3 separate regions of the Mus musculus genome follow, and all the other regions are linked to region 3. A link is a contact called in public HiChIP or PLAC-seq and promoter capture Hi-C data. All regions are on one chromosome and are shown on one strand. Each heading gives the region's core, a stretch centred on a gene start, on an enhancer-like site or on the middle of the called end of the contact. The rest is flanking DNA. Distances are from core to core; before and after follow the strand shown. Region 1 overlaps Fcho2 (FCH domain only 2). Region 2 has its middle 14 kb from the start of Gm45938. Region 3 holds the start of Tnpo1 (transportin 1).

Region 1 (4,970 bases), core at 1,953-4,452, 190 kb before region 3:
AACAAGTATCTTCAAATTCAGTCTCTTATGTATCTAATACATGAATGGACACTCAATAAATGCACCTCAAATATTTTTATTGTAAAAACTATAGTATCTGTTCGGAAAAGGATGTAGAACTCTCTCCTCCTTCTCCAGTGCCATGCCTACCTGGAGGGCTGCCTTGATGATATGGACTGAACCTCTGAACCTGTAAGCCAGCCCTAATTTAATGTTGTCCTTTAGGAGTTGCCTTGGTCATGGCGTCTGTTCACAGCAATGGAAGCCTTAACTAGGATACTGTTCTTTAAATTCTATGCAGTCATAGCAACGGGCCTGCCACTGGCACGTGCAGGAGTTGGAGGATCTCCTCTACCTGGGTCCTCAGGTTTACTAAGGTCATCAGGTTTGCATGGCAATCACTTAACGCACTCACTATGCCACCTCAGCAGCCCAATTGTTAACTTAAGAGCTTAGAACTGTTGCAGCTGGAGACAAACAGAAATGCAAAGGATGACTGCAAAGATAGTTTACCATATTGCAGGAGGAAGGGACTGCATATTTGTGACACCTCCATCCACGGGAACCACCACCTGTATGTTGGAAAGCACACTCGGAGCGACCATAGCTTCTGGGTTGTACTTATAATCCACTCTCAGATCTGTGGTGCTGGCACTACATTTCCAGTAGGTTGCAAGATTTAGAGGAGTGGACTGAATGCCATTTGATGATACCTTTAAAAAGAATCAAGCAAATAACTGTCTTTGCCTGCAGAGTCTACAAGGCATGTTCATAACACAAACACTTAAGCCTGTGAATCTGCACAATCACAGCTGCGCAGCAAGGAGAGCGACTGTTGCTAGGAAAACACTCAGCTCAGAGGACCAGGAGGTAGGGTTACTGGTAAACTGCCATGATGCAGTACCCCAGGATCCAACTACAGGAAATCTGACTTACAACACAGTAGGGACAGCACCCAGAAACCAGCACTCTATTAAGTAATTTTTTATTATTTATTTTTATAAAGTCTAAAGCCTTTCAAAGGATTCTAAGAATCATCACTAATTATATATAAAATTATAAAAACTTAGATATACATCAGTGAGAAAAGAGGGATCCCATGTGGATCCCAAAGCCTAGAATTAATACACTTCTAACTTCCAATATTCAGTAACTTTAACCATAGTGAATGGCATGATTCCTCCTGACTCTCCAGCTTCTTTCTCAACGGGCTCCCTGAAGCCATTTTCTTTTGTCCAGACCCCTTTCCTTCTAACCTAACAATATTTCTTACTGATCATGCTTACCATCACCTTGTCCCAACGCTTAACAAGCACTAATTACATATGTTTCTTTTAGAAACACAAGTTATTTTAGTATCACTACACTATTAAAAATTCAAACATGAATAGAAAATAGAAAATTTGTCTCTAGCATGGGTGTGCATGCATATGTGTGTTGCCAGGAATTAAACTCTTATCTAACAGTAATAAAAACTCTAGAAACACTTAACTACGGTAGTATTAATAGAAACTATAATTGTCTGCTACATTAAACTTTGGTTGACTGCTTTGGCATTTCTTTATGAAGAACAATGATACTGGAATTTCCAGGCTAAATTCATGTACTACTATTTACTCAGTAGTTTAGTCACAAATACATGGTAAACACTTGGTCGTGGCTGAAAGTCATTAACATATTCTCAATTTCTCAAACAATCTTGCGCTCTTGGAATGGACCTTGTTTGGCTCTGACATTTTATTCCTTTAGTGTTCTGCCAGATTCCACTCGTTTCTATGTAAATTTAAGGTTGTCACGTTGACAGGGCACTCACCTGGTATTTTAATACATCTACATTATAATAAGAAGCAGCTGGATTTTGTTCTGATAGCTTCTTGAGGTAGATAGTAACAGCTTGCATGTTCATCCAAAAATCTTTTGTGTTGGAATCACACTGTGATGGATCACTGCAAGTGTAAGAAACATTGTTATTTGACTTATCTTTCTCTTTCCTTTATTTACTCAGTGACCTGGGAAATATTATTAGAAATGAACCCGAAGGTGGGATGAGGGAGAACTAAGAAGATGAAGAACAGAGCACAGCAGTTTCCCTGAAAAACAGCTAGCAGAACTAACAGGAAACAAGAGGCTAGCAAAAAGCTGCTTTCCTGTAACAAAGACCGTTGGCATTGTCCTCAAAGTCCACATTATTTCACAGAGCAAACCTTCTTAAGAAGAGCCTTCAATGCTAATCTTAGCAGCACGGCACACTAACCTGAACACAAGCTGGGAGTTTGGAAGGATCTGCTCCAGCCTGCTGATGTTCTTCACCCTAAAGCACAGCACAGCTGGGGAGGGGTTGCTGGTGAAGACTTTAATAATCCCACTGGGAAATGATATTGTCACGTCTCCCGTGATCTTCACAATACACCTGACAAGGGAAGACATTGGCAAGTTCTTAGATAAGACGTTCTAATCTCTCAAAAGTATGCTTGGCTATAAAGGTGTGTGTATACATACATGTATCTATGTAAGCATACTCACACACATATATATTTAAATCCTTTATTATAACTAAGGTAAATTAGTCTTAGAAAACTATAAACATAGGATACTTCTTTGTGTGTGGTAGCCATCCTTGGAAGACCTGTAGGGAGTGCTCCACTGGTAACACCATCACTAACTCCTTGCAGATAGTTTCTCCTCTTGAGCCCTCTGGGCTTGGTGTGATGGCTGCTCTTGTTCCGTTTCTTCCATTGAAACTCATGTTCATAAGGTACTGTTTAGATCCCCCGCAGACCATCCTCAGCGGTCCCTGGCTCACTGCCCCTCTCTTTGCACCACTATTCCAGCATAATTTTTTGTAAAGCTAACTATCCATCCAGATGACCCTTTCAATGTCCGTCATCACCTAGCTTTTCAGTGTCTTTCTTACAGTGGCTCTGTCCTTGAGCTCACTCAGCCAGGCCACAGTCCCTTCATAGTTTCACAATCCTCACTCATCTACTCAGATTCCTAATTTGTCTAACTCGTCCAATCTATTATCAACCTACTTCCTCACCATCCTACCCCATTTCCATTAGCCTTTTAAACATCACACCCTTACACACCATCTGTGAATCTCCAGGTTCCTCACTAGACACCCTCCTTTGTATAACTCTCCTTACACCTTCACTAAGACTTAGCTCAACAGCCTTGGCTAAATTAGCTTCCTCCCCACATTGGCACAGCTGACTGTGAATGAGAAACGTCCACATGGCCACACCTCTCCCATCTGCTCCCTGAGCGTGATATGGTAATCTGCCCCTGTCTAGTCACTCACGGTTCTACCACCTCAGGGCCTCTAACCTCAGGGCCTCTATTTCTCCTCAAGTCTACACTTACTCAGTGAGCTCCAGAATCATGTGTGAAGCTACCAACTTGTCCACATTAATAGCACTCAACAAGTACTTCAAACCACATTCTAATCTCAACAAATCTTCATAACCACTTATAACTTTTCCTGCTAATATTCAAGTCACCACCATCTCTTATCTGGGTTTCTGCGGCTAATCTTATTTTTCTTGAGTTTAATTCTCCAAAGAACAGCCAGAATATTACAAAACCACAAATAACTTCATGACCTCTCAACTCAAGAGTGTCCACTTGCCATGTTGCCTTACTACAGTTGAATTCCCAATTCCTTACCATGACCTACAACAGCCGATCTGGCCTGGGCCCTCTCTGGATGCATCCTCAACCTTTTCCTATGCAGTGACCTACCTCCCTTCACCGTCTCCTGAGTTTTCCAAGCATGCCTTTACCCAAGATCCTCTCCCAAGAGTGAATGGTTTGCTCCACTGTATTTTTCAAATAGCTGCTTAAAATCTCCAAAAGCTTTTTTCCCTACTGTAATTTTCCACCTTCATACGCCCCTCTTAGTAACATGTATCAATGCATACTCTATCTGCTTCTCCGATGTTTTCTTTACTATAATGCAAGCTCAGGAGACCTCTGTTTTCTGAAGTAGCTTTAGTACTTATCAAGAGACTTACTAGTGTAATAGTGCACACCTGTAATACCAAGCAGTTGGAAGGCAGAGGCAAGTGGATCTCTGACTTCCAGGCCAGCCAGGGGCACACAGAAAGACCCTGTCTCGTGAATAACCAAAACAAACGAAGGAAGGAAGAAACGAGGAAGGGAGGGAGGGAGAAAAAAAAGGTCTTACACATAGTGAGCGCTCAAGTACTTTGTGAATGAATATATGCTGAATACTTTAGTGAGACAGTAGGAATGGAGGCTGGAAATAGCTTGGAAAATAAAGAGTGCTTGCTGCTCTTATAGTGGACCCAAGTCCAGCTCCTAGCAGCCACATCAAGCAGTTCATTCCAGTTCCAGGGACTCCAATGCCCTCTTCCAGCCTTTGTGGGTAACATACGTGTATTCAGGGGAGCATATACACATCAAACAAAAGCAAAGTCTTAAAGCAGATGTAACTTTTCTCAAAAGCAAGATGCTAAAACATGTGTGTAGGAAATGTCTGTATGTATATGTGTGTGTGTGTGTATATATATATATATGTGTATATATATATATATATATATATATATATGTATATGTATGTGTGTATACACACACACACACACACACACACACACACACACACACACATACGCACACACACACATATAGCCAACTACACAAAAAAAAATATCAAAGAATAATTTAAAATTTACCACTAAGCCCCAATTCCTGCCCCACACCTAACACAAGTGCTGATGTATATTTAAAACTAACTTGGTAGGATCTGCTCCTTTAAAGTAGGCGTTGACAGATTCTGTAAGGGCGATTGCCACAGGTAAAGTGTCCTGGTTTCCAAGGCTGACCGGGCTGGGACCCCGTGATACACCTAGAACAGATATAATTCATTTGTTAAATCATTCTAACATACAAATACTAAGAGTCATACCATAAATACCGGACAGATTCATGTTAGGTTTTCACAAAAGAAC
Region 2 (4,524 bases), core at 1,085-3,584, 200 kb after region 3:
TATGGGGCCATCTAGAGGCTGACTATTATAAGATTTGGCAAGAGCCACTTGGGCACAACTAGGAAGGTGTCTTAGTCAGGGTTTCTATTCCTGTACAAACATCATGACCAAGAAGCAAGTTGGGGAGGAAAGGGTTTATTCGGCTTACACTTCCATACTGCTGTTCATCACCAAGGAAGTCAGGACTGGAACTCAAGCAGGTCAGAAAGCAGGAGCCGATGCAGAGGCCATGGAGGGATGTTCTTTACTAGCTTGCCTCCCCTGGCTTGCTCAGCCTGCTCTCTTATAGAACCCAAGACTACCAGCCCAGAGATGGTCCCACCCACAAGGGGCCTTTCCCCCTTGATCACTAATTGAGAAAATGCCTTAGAGTTGGATCTCATGGAGGCATTTCCTCAACTGAAGCTCCTTTCTCTGTGATAACCCCAGCTGTGTCAAGTTGACACAGAACTAGCCAGTACAGAAGGGAAGCTGAGATGGCTTTCCAAAGGAACTCACAGTCTAACTTGGGTATTGAGACACATATGTACAGCATATGAGAAAAGACCGAAAACTAACATTAGGGCTTTGAGTGTAATGAGCAAAATTCTTTATATCAGAGTCGAATTTAGAGCCCTCTAAATAATTACACTTATATAATTATGTAATTTTCTTAACTCTTGAGAATTTCTCACATGTATACACCATTTCTCACACGAAATAGGTCATATCCATGCCAGTCTCTTTCTATATTTCCCATGTCCCTCCATACTTACCTCTTCTAACTCCGTTTTCTCCTCTTCCTCCTCTTCCCCACTGGATTCAATTAGTACCATCTATATGTGCATGCATGTGGGACCATCCACTGGGAATAGAAAACCTACCAGCGACCACGCCCTCAAAAAGCCGGTTCTCCTTCCCCAGTAGCTTATCAATTGCTAGTAGCTCCTCAGTAGGGGTAGGGCCTAGAGAACACCGCCTTAATCTGTGACTGAATTCTCTGGCTGACTTGACCTTGTGCAGGGAGCCACATCTGCCTAAGTACGGTGTGAGTACAATCGCCATCTCGGATCCAGAAGACGTTTCACGTCGCTCCTCCCCACCCTCCAGTTCTTATGTTCTTTCTGATGCAGTTCAGATCCAGGACAAGTGGTGGAGGTGCATATTTTACACACCAAAGAGGACCAGAGCTCCAGGTTCTCCCAGCATCCTTCAGTCTCTATGTATACAGGGCATGGCTGGCATACCCTGCCCTCTACCCTGAATTTTACAGCCCAGGGGCTGGGCTTCCCCTCCCCCATAAGCTCCTCCCGGTACAATCCAGGCATTTTGTGCTCTCTCTCTCTCTCCCTCCCTCCCTCCCTCCCTCCCTGTTCCTCAGTACTCCCACTCTCTTCCTCCCCCTCCTTCCTTTCCCTCCTCCCCCTCTCTCTCTGTATTTTCTCTCCCTCTTGTGAGCAAGCCCTTTCTCGATTTCTGTCTGCCCTCCTCCCCAGCCACTCCTCCCACCCCCATCCCCCACCCCTGTCTCCCTCACCCTGGGCCACTTTCCTGGCCTCATTTCTTGGGACCCTGAAGTCACTCCCCATGAAGGGCTCCCCCTTATATTCTCCAATCTGGTTTGAATTGGCTCATTTCACCAGCAGAGAAAAACTTTCACTTTCTCCCTACTCTTCCTCTGTCTCCTGAGCCTTGGAGGAGCAGGGGTAGGGTTAGTTAGCAAAGATGTCTCTCCTAGGGCTGAGCACTCAAGTTCCTTTCTCACCACATTCACCAGCCATGACTCTCTGCATTAGTGGCCGATACTGTTGAGAGCTGCCCTCTCTGTCCATGGTGGATCAAATTTTGAATATTTAAATTTTCTACACATGTGATATTAGGAGACCATTGGAAACAAATTGAGAGAAGCACAGATTAAAGACTTGGGGAATATACCTCACCAAGCAAACTTCAAATAAAACAAAAGGCAGAGATGGCTTTAACTTGAGGAATGGGCTAAAAGAGTCTTTTCTAAGTTTAAGGGAAAGTCGGTGTTTTTCTGGGCAAGAGAAGCTGGAAAGAGGAGGGGGGAAAACAGAAATGGAGCAAAGTGCTGGTGGCTGATGGAGGAGTGTCTAGGAGAGAGTCTCAAGTGTAAAGAAAAGACCTTGAAAAGAAAAGAGCATTTCCACCTTTGAGACATGGTCTGAGGTGGGTGGGTAAAGAGGCACATTGTTAGGTCACACCGAATGATCTTATATGGTCAGGGGGCGGAGAAGTGGAGAAGAGGGAGAGGAGAGAGGAATGTGGAAGGGCTTTTGGCAGGAGTCTGGCAGGGAGTGACCCAAATACCTCTGGATGCTAGGAGCTAGCTGAGTGAGATCGGCTGGGTCCCTAGGAGCATGAGCAGGCCTGGGGACAAGATGTCCTTTGGCATTGCTCAGCAGGCTGGGAGCAGGAGGACAGGAAATGGGTGGAATGTAACAGCTGCACACACAAATGTCCGTAGCTGGAGATCTCAGGAGACTCTGTGCATCTGACTCCCGTCCTCAGTGAATGTTCCAGTTACATGATATCATTTCTTCCCTTTGAAGATCATTATGAACCTTGGGCCAGGAAGAAATGCCATAATTTGTCACTGAAATGTGTGGTGCGTAATGGAGAAAATATGGAAAGGTCTAAAACTTCAACAGTGCCTAACACGAGGCTGGGGAGAGGGCTCGGGCAGTCCAGTGCTTGTCTTGCAAGTTCAAGGACATGAACTCAACTCTCAGAACTCACATAAAAGAACTGGGTGTGGTTGCATGATTTTTAAAATCCCAGCACTGGCGAGAGGAGGAGACGAGCAGATACCTAGGGCTTGCTGGCTAGCCACCCTACCCTACTCAGTGAGCTCCAGGGAGAGACTCTGTCATAAAAAACTGAAGGGTGAACTCAAGAGAGGTGGGCTGGCAGTTAAGAGTAGTTGCTGCTCTTTCTAGAGGACCAGGTTCAGTTATCTGTAAATCACATGGTGGCTTATAACCTTGGTAGTTCCAGTTTCAAAGGATCTGATACTGTTTTGTTTGCCCATGTGGCCACCAAACACATGTGGTGCAGGAACACACTCACTCATATACATAAAATAATTATACTGAAGGGGAAAAAAAATCAAATTTTAGCTGGGCAGTGGTGGTACACGCCTATGATCCCAGTGTTCAGGCAGTAGAGGGAGGCAGATCTCGAGGCTAGCCTGGTCTACAGAGTGAGCTTCAGGACAGCCATGGCTACACAGAGAAACCCTGCCTTGTAAAACAACAAACAAAAAACAAACTTTAATATATTAGAAAGATAAAGTTGGACTCTGCACACACTGGCAACCACATGACTCACAAATACACACATACCAAAGATGAGCAATTAAAAATTTAGTTACTGGGGGCTGGAGAGATGGCTCGGAGGTTAAGAGCACTGACTGTTCTTCCAGAGTTCAATTACCAGTAACCACATGGTGGCCATAACCATCTGTAATGAGATCTGGTGCCCTCTTCTGGTTTGCAGACATACATGCAGGCAGAATACTATCTACAGAACAAATAAACCAATCCCCCCCCCCAAAATTAGTTACTGACTAGCATTGCTTCAGATCATAGTGTGTATAGATGGTATCAATGCCCACTTCATATTCCAGTCTGTGTAACGAAACACTGATCCTCATGTTCTTCTGTAGGTAGATCTTATCACAGACTATCTAGTGTCAATCATTCTCTAAAACAAAATGCTCAAGAAATTGAACTAGAATTAAAATACCTGGGCTCCATTCCAGCTTTGTCACCACCGATGTGCCCCCCAAGTCATCTTACCATTCCTTGGCCTTAACCACTCGTTTGTAAAATAGGAAACTAGATGAAATCTCTCATAGCCCCAATGTTATTACATAGTCCTACAGTTTCCGGCCTTCCTTTAACAAAGATTTTTCTCTGTGAGTGCTGTCCAAGTTGGACACTAGGGGTCACGTTCAGATAACCACTCACAAACACATCTGCCTGTTTCCTCAAGAGAAGGTCCCGAGCAGCTAGAGGATGCGCAACCTGCTTTCTCACTTAAAGGACTTTGAATGCTCTGTGCTGTTTCCCTTTCCGTTCACTGGGCTTGAGGGCGGGGCAGGAAGCCAGGCTTCTCCATCAGCTTTTCCTTTGGGTTAACGTTATTTTCTTCCTTTCTCACTGTGATCCCCAACTAGTTCTTCAGTTGTGAGGCAAATTATCAATCTCAATGATTCATGATTTGCCTCTACCAGTACTTCTTTGCTAGGTAGGCTGGCCCCAAATCAGAACACCTCAAAGACAAGGAACAGACAAACAGCCTCCTTTGTGAAGACTGGCTTCTCACTGAATGGTTAGCAATTCTTGTACTGCGTGGTGCTTCTGAGGCAAGCGGGTTTCTGAGTTCCTTGTAATCTTGTTTTACTGATCTGAGCATTCCTCTGTCAAGCATAGATCCCCATTTGTCCTCTTTCAACAGTTGGTCTTGGGGTAGTCTTACACGCGTTCGCGACCGGCCAGGAAAGACGCAACAAACCAGAAT
Region 3 (4,818 bases), core at 298-2,797:
ATGGCAAAAAGGCACAGCTAGGATCTTTTTTTTTTTTTAAGATAAAATTCTATCCTGTTGCTATTATATAATGGCAAAAAGGCTTTTAGGAATGGAGGGAGAAATACAAAAATATTTTCTATAGGTCTTTCAGTGGGAGGAATTCAGTAATTTCTGGCCAGGGCAGGATGGAAAAGCACATGGCTAATGGAAGGCCGAGGCCCTCTTCAGAAAGGGAAGACGAACCACTCACAGTGCAGTAGGTGTACACGGACTCAAGTAAAAGCTGAATTGCCAAACCACTATTCACCCACACACGGCAAGTGTCAAGGAGTTTAAAATAAATCGGCCACCTCTAAAGTAGTATTTTTCCTTTGCACTTGCAAATTTCCACATAGACCAGCCATTCTCTAGAACCAGGACGGAGGGTTACAGGACAGTAACAAGGATCACTTCTCACCAACTACAAACCATCCACTTACTTCATTAGCACACTTTCTTACCACACTTAAGTGAAAGTTTCGATAGGGAAACTCAAAACCCAGCAGGTACTTTTGGTATCCTAAAGATGAACACGTCTGAGCGTGCACATTGCAGACAGACAGGTCAGTTCCAAATACTGATTTCACCGAATATTTTGCATTTAAGGAGCGTCTTCTCTTTAGGGGGGAAAAGCATTGCTTACGTACTCATTGAAGCCATCACTGTTTTTCGAACAGGACATACTAAGCTTCTTAATACAATCTCCCCAACTAGTGGACAGCCTCTGACTTCGTTTCTACAGTTAACAGCTGATTCGCGACTGGCGTAACAAAGTGAAACTGTAAACAATCCCTGCAAACCCCACGTGATTAAAAAAAATTAAGCCCCGCGAGATCATTTCTAAGAGGAAGAAAGCCTTTCTAAAGCCAGTTTGATTGTGGTGGCGGGTCTGTTCCTCGGCGGCCCTTCCCCGTGGCGTGGGCAGACAGAGGCAGACGTGCAAAACCCACAAACCTAAGCAAAACCCGTAGTTACAAACATTAAAATTATGTTCACAGGTCGCGAGGCCAGCAGGCCCTCGGGGGAGACGGATCAGCTGGCTGCAGAAACCGGAGTGTGCGAGGCTCCGGGACAAAGACCGGCGACCTCGGGCCCTCGCACCGTGCGGCCTGACGGGCATCGCAGCGGCTCGGCCCGCCAGCCTCCCGCCACCCCCAGGACCGACCTCCCGCTCCTGGGGCGCCGCCTGCCCTGTCCGGGACCCGCAGGGCGCCCGGGACCGCAGCTGTTGGGCTTAGAACCGCGCCGTCGCCGGCGGGCTCCAAACGGCCAGGCCCCGTCCGAGAGGGCGGACAGCGGAGCGCGGTCCCCTCGGCGCGGCGGCCGGTCGGAGCTCGCTCGGGCCGCTTCCCACCCGCCTCCGCCCTGGCCACGCACCCTCACGCCAACCTACCCGGTCCCACACCATCCCAGAGGCCTCCGGCGCTCGGGCCTTTCTGCCGAAGCGGCGCTGCCTCCCGTCCGGGGCCTGAAATGGCTGCGGAACAAAGAGAATCCGGGCTCCGGCGAGCGCCGGTCCGATTGGCCGGGGGGCGGAGCCCGGCGCGGGAATCTTCGGCGGCGGTCGCCTTGGCAACGGCGACGGGGCTGGGAAAACTGCGGCCTGGGCCTGCTGGCCTGCGTCGGGAAGGCGGGCGGGCGGGCGGCGCGCCCCAGCGGTTTTCACCAAGCGGGGTCCCGGGGTCGACGCCTCGGCCCCGTGCCCGCCTCACACCCCCTCGCGCCCACTGCAGCCCCCACAAGCCAGCCTGGGGCTCAGTCGCGGCCTCCGCTGCCCAGCCCGTTGAGTGTGAACGCCCAGATGCACGGCCCTTCCGGCGGCAGGTGACGTGCGTGCCCGGAGTGCACTCGTGTCCCCCCCGGGAGACCGCCGAGCCCAGAGCCCGGCGACACCCACCAGGCCGCTCGTCCCACAGTCGAACTGTTACAGCTTTCCTGGGACAAGGCAGAAGGGTGTGGGCGGACGGCGGCCCCCTTGATAACACAGGGGCTTCTGAAATGTGCTGATGTAGCACGAAACTACCATATAAAACCAAATGAAATGATTTAGAAAATTAGGTTTACATCTCTAGGTATGTTTCTACTATAAAGCTAGTTCCCTGAGCTTGGAGATAATAAGCTCTCCTCTCTCCTTATACAGCCACCACCAGAGAGGTACTGTAACTTCAAGCTGAAAGTGTTTTAAAATGGGAGAGGTAGGCACTTTTCAAGCCAGTTGCAATAATGGTAATGAAGAGAGGTGAATTGTTCTTCCCAGTGGTAGCACACGCTTTTAATCCCAGCACTTGGGAGGCAGAGTCAGGCAGACTTCTGAGTTCAAGGCCAGCCAGGGCTATACTGAGAAACCCGGTCTTGGAAGAATCGTTCTTCCCTGCCTGGTTATTTTTACACAAACTTACCACGTATGAGTATTTTAAATATGCACAGCAAGGTGGTCCTTTTTTCTGAGTGAGTGGCCAGCGAGAATTATCTTCACATCAGTGCTTTCAACTGCCTTAGTGTTACATACTTCTTGTTTAGGCAGTGATTGCTCTCCATACACTTTACAGGTAAAATTATTGTACCTAATTCTTGAAAAATGCTAAATATTTACAACTTATTTATTAAGAAGCTTAAAAATCTTCACTTGTAATACTTTTTAGTGTTACAATTAGCTTAACTCAAAGTTTGAGACTAAAAGATGGTTTTTATCATCAGAAAGCTGAAAATTGAAAGGGAAAATATTTAAAATTACTAAAATATGGCCAGGCATGGCAGCCCACACTTTTAGTCCCATCACTCCAGAGGCAGAGGCAGACAGATTGCTGAGTTCCAGGCCAGCCTGGCCTACACAGAGAAACTTTGTCTCTATCAAATAAAATAAACATTTTTAAATGTTGATTTAATAGAAGTTAGATAGAGTAGTGTTCTTGGAAAGGAATTTTCTAAGAAGGAATATGTCCTAAGAAAAACAATTTAATGTAAACCTTCCTCCAGAGCAGTTTGGTGAGTCTGCAAAAAAATTTACTGCAAGGAAAAATGTAAACAGGTCTTATTTTATACTTAAAAGCTTTCATTGTAGAGTAGAGACTTGTAAAAATCAGATGATTGTGTGATTGTGGTAACTGAATCTTACATTGCTGGAGATTTAAAAAATAAAATAGCATTAAAATCTATAAGATTAGGGGCTGGGAAAATGGTTCAGAGGGTAACAGCCTTTGTTTTTGCAGAGGACCTGGGTTTTAGTCTCCAACCATGAGGTAGCTCATAACCGTTCATAATTCCAGTTCCAGGGGTCCAATGCCCTGCTGACCTCCACAGACACTAGGCATTCCCATGATGTGCGTGGCAGCAAAGCACTCATACACATAAATAAAACTAAAGATGAGCAACTAAGGATTGTTGTAGGACCTACACCAAGCAATGAAGAAGAATTTACCTAAATACTACTTTGGGAATAAACAAAGCTAACTGGAAGGAGGAAGGATTGAATATTAATTAGTATATATAAAAGGATTTATTCCCTTGAATTCTTTTTAAAGAAAAACATTTTTTTTTTGGTATTTTATTTTTGGTACTTTTTGGTATTAAAGGTATGTGTTACCACCACCCCACATGAATTTTTCTTTAGGCAGGGCATGGTGGCGCACACCTTTAATCCCAGCACTTGGGAGGCAGAGGCAGGCGGATTTCTGAGTTCAAGGCCAGCCTGGTCTACAAAGTGAGTTCCAGGACAGCCAGGGCTACACAGAGAAATCCTGTCTCGAAAACAACAACAAAAAATTCTTGGTTATTAGATATTATAAAGTTGAGATGGGGCTGGAGAGATGACTCAGTGGTTAAGAGCACTGATTGCTCTTCCAGAGGACCTGAGTTCAATTCCCAGCAACCACATGGTGACTCACAACCATCTGTAATGGGATCCGAAGCCCTCTTCTGGTGTGTCTGAAGAGAGTGACAGTGTACTCACATACATAAAATAAATAAATCTTTTTTTAAAAATTGGGATGAGATAATCTAAGAATCTATTCTTTCATTGGATTGAAATGAGAATGTGACTATACAGAGATTCTGGGTAGAGATGCTTTAAATAAGTGATCTTTGACTCTGATCTTAAGCTAAAACTACTCTTACTCATCTTAAGGCTTATGACCATATGTGATTTAATTTTTCTTTTCTGCTATTTTTTTCCTTAGTGTACAGGATACCAGCTACTGCGTGATGTTTCCTCTTTACGTTTCATGTGGTGAAACTCTGCAGACATGTTGGCATTTTTCAATGACATATACTGAAATTTAAGATGGTAATAAACTTTGCTTTTAACCTTAAAACCTTTCTGTTCTTTAGTTAGTTCCTCTTTTTTTTTTTTTTTTTTTTTTTTTTTTTTTTTTGGTTTTTGGAGACAGGGTTTCTCTGTGTAACCCTGGCTGTCCTGGAACTCACTCTGTAGACCAGGCTGGCATTGAACTCAGAAATCCGCCTGCCTCTGCCTCCCGAGTGCTGGGATTAAAGGCATGCACCACCACGCCCGGCTTAGATTATTTTTAAATTACAATATATTTAATAAACATATTTTATAGCAAATATATTAAGTATTTAATAATTATTAGCACAATTATTTTATTAATTATTAGTAATAAATCATTACTAATGCTACATAGAAGCTCACTAAGATAGAGCTGGAGTAGTACCTGAAGTAGGCAAGCTTTAAAATAGAGTACTTCTCAGAACCATTTTTCAGTTGTGCCCCTGGAAAGACACTGTTGTCTTACCCAACCTTCTTTCCTTCTTAACTCTTGATTCTGTTTAGCACTACAC

The links. Promoter capture Hi-C pulls out the DNA fragments that hold promoters and counts their contacts. HiChIP or PLAC-seq counts read pairs in DNA pulled down with a chosen protein or histone mark.
Region 1: a contact with region 3 is called in a promoter capture Hi-C map of fetal liver, with 2.2 times the contacts expected there. The contact joins the enhancer-like site here to the promoter of Tnpo1 in region 3. A contact is called at or near these places in 4 of 39 promoter capture datasets (the HPC-7 cell line, fetal liver, neutrophils and 1 more), 2 of 484 Hi-C or Micro-C datasets (the G1E-ER4 cell line and the HPC-7 cell line) and 1 of 9 other capture datasets (adipose tissue).
Region 2: a contact with region 3 is called in an H3K27ac HiChIP or PLAC-seq map of acute myeloid leukemia, with 5 times the contacts expected there. The contact joins the enhancer-like site here to the promoter of Tnpo1 in region 3. A contact is called at or near these places in 12 of 39 promoter capture datasets (the 3T3-L1 cell line, the C10 cell line, the HPC-7 cell line and 8 more), 25 of 484 Hi-C or Micro-C datasets (the BV-2 cell line, the C2C12 cell line, the G1E-ER4 cell line and 16 more), 29 of 115 datasets of contacts at active chromatin or transcription factors (the 230-238 cell line, DN3 thymocytes, the HPC-7 cell line and 21 more) and 4 of 9 other capture datasets (adipose tissue, embryonic stem cells, liver and 1 more).

The regions. Positions count from the first base shown.
Region 1 is chr13:98,730,264-98,735,233 of GRCm38.p6, forward strand. Fcho2 (FCH domain only 2) reads right to left here. Exons shown (of 26, transcript NM_172591.3): 20 at 4,756-4,867; 21 at 2,255-2,410; 22 at 1,814-1,946; 23 at 514-713. Among named protein-coding and RNA genes, the nearest start is that of Gm9465, 14 kb to the left of the region's middle. Within about 2 kb of position 3,203, at least 5 of the 459 cell types and tissues checked have an H3K27ac peak or open chromatin away from gene starts, as enhancers often do. A contact at or near this core is called in fetal liver, where this site is marked.
Region 2 is chr13:99,122,732-99,127,255 of GRCm38.p6, forward strand. No RefSeq gene overlaps it. Among named protein-coding and RNA genes, the nearest start is that of Gm45938, 14 kb to the left of the region's middle. Within about 2 kb of position 2,335, at least 85 of the 459 cell types and tissues checked have an H3K27ac peak or open chromatin away from gene starts, as enhancers often do. A contact at or near this core is called in the C2C12 cell line, acute myeloid leukemia, adipose tissue and 11 more, where this site is marked.
Region 3 is chr13:98,924,837-98,929,654 of GRCm38.p6, forward strand. It overlaps Tnpo1 (transportin 1), which reads right to left and starts at 1,548. Exons shown (of 24, transcript NM_178716.3): 1 at 1,415-1,548. The coding sequence starts at 1,429. It overlaps Gm52051 (translation initiation factor IF-2-like), which reads left to right. Exons shown (of 2, transcript XR_003950643.1): 1 at 1-2,570; 2 at 4,197-4,325.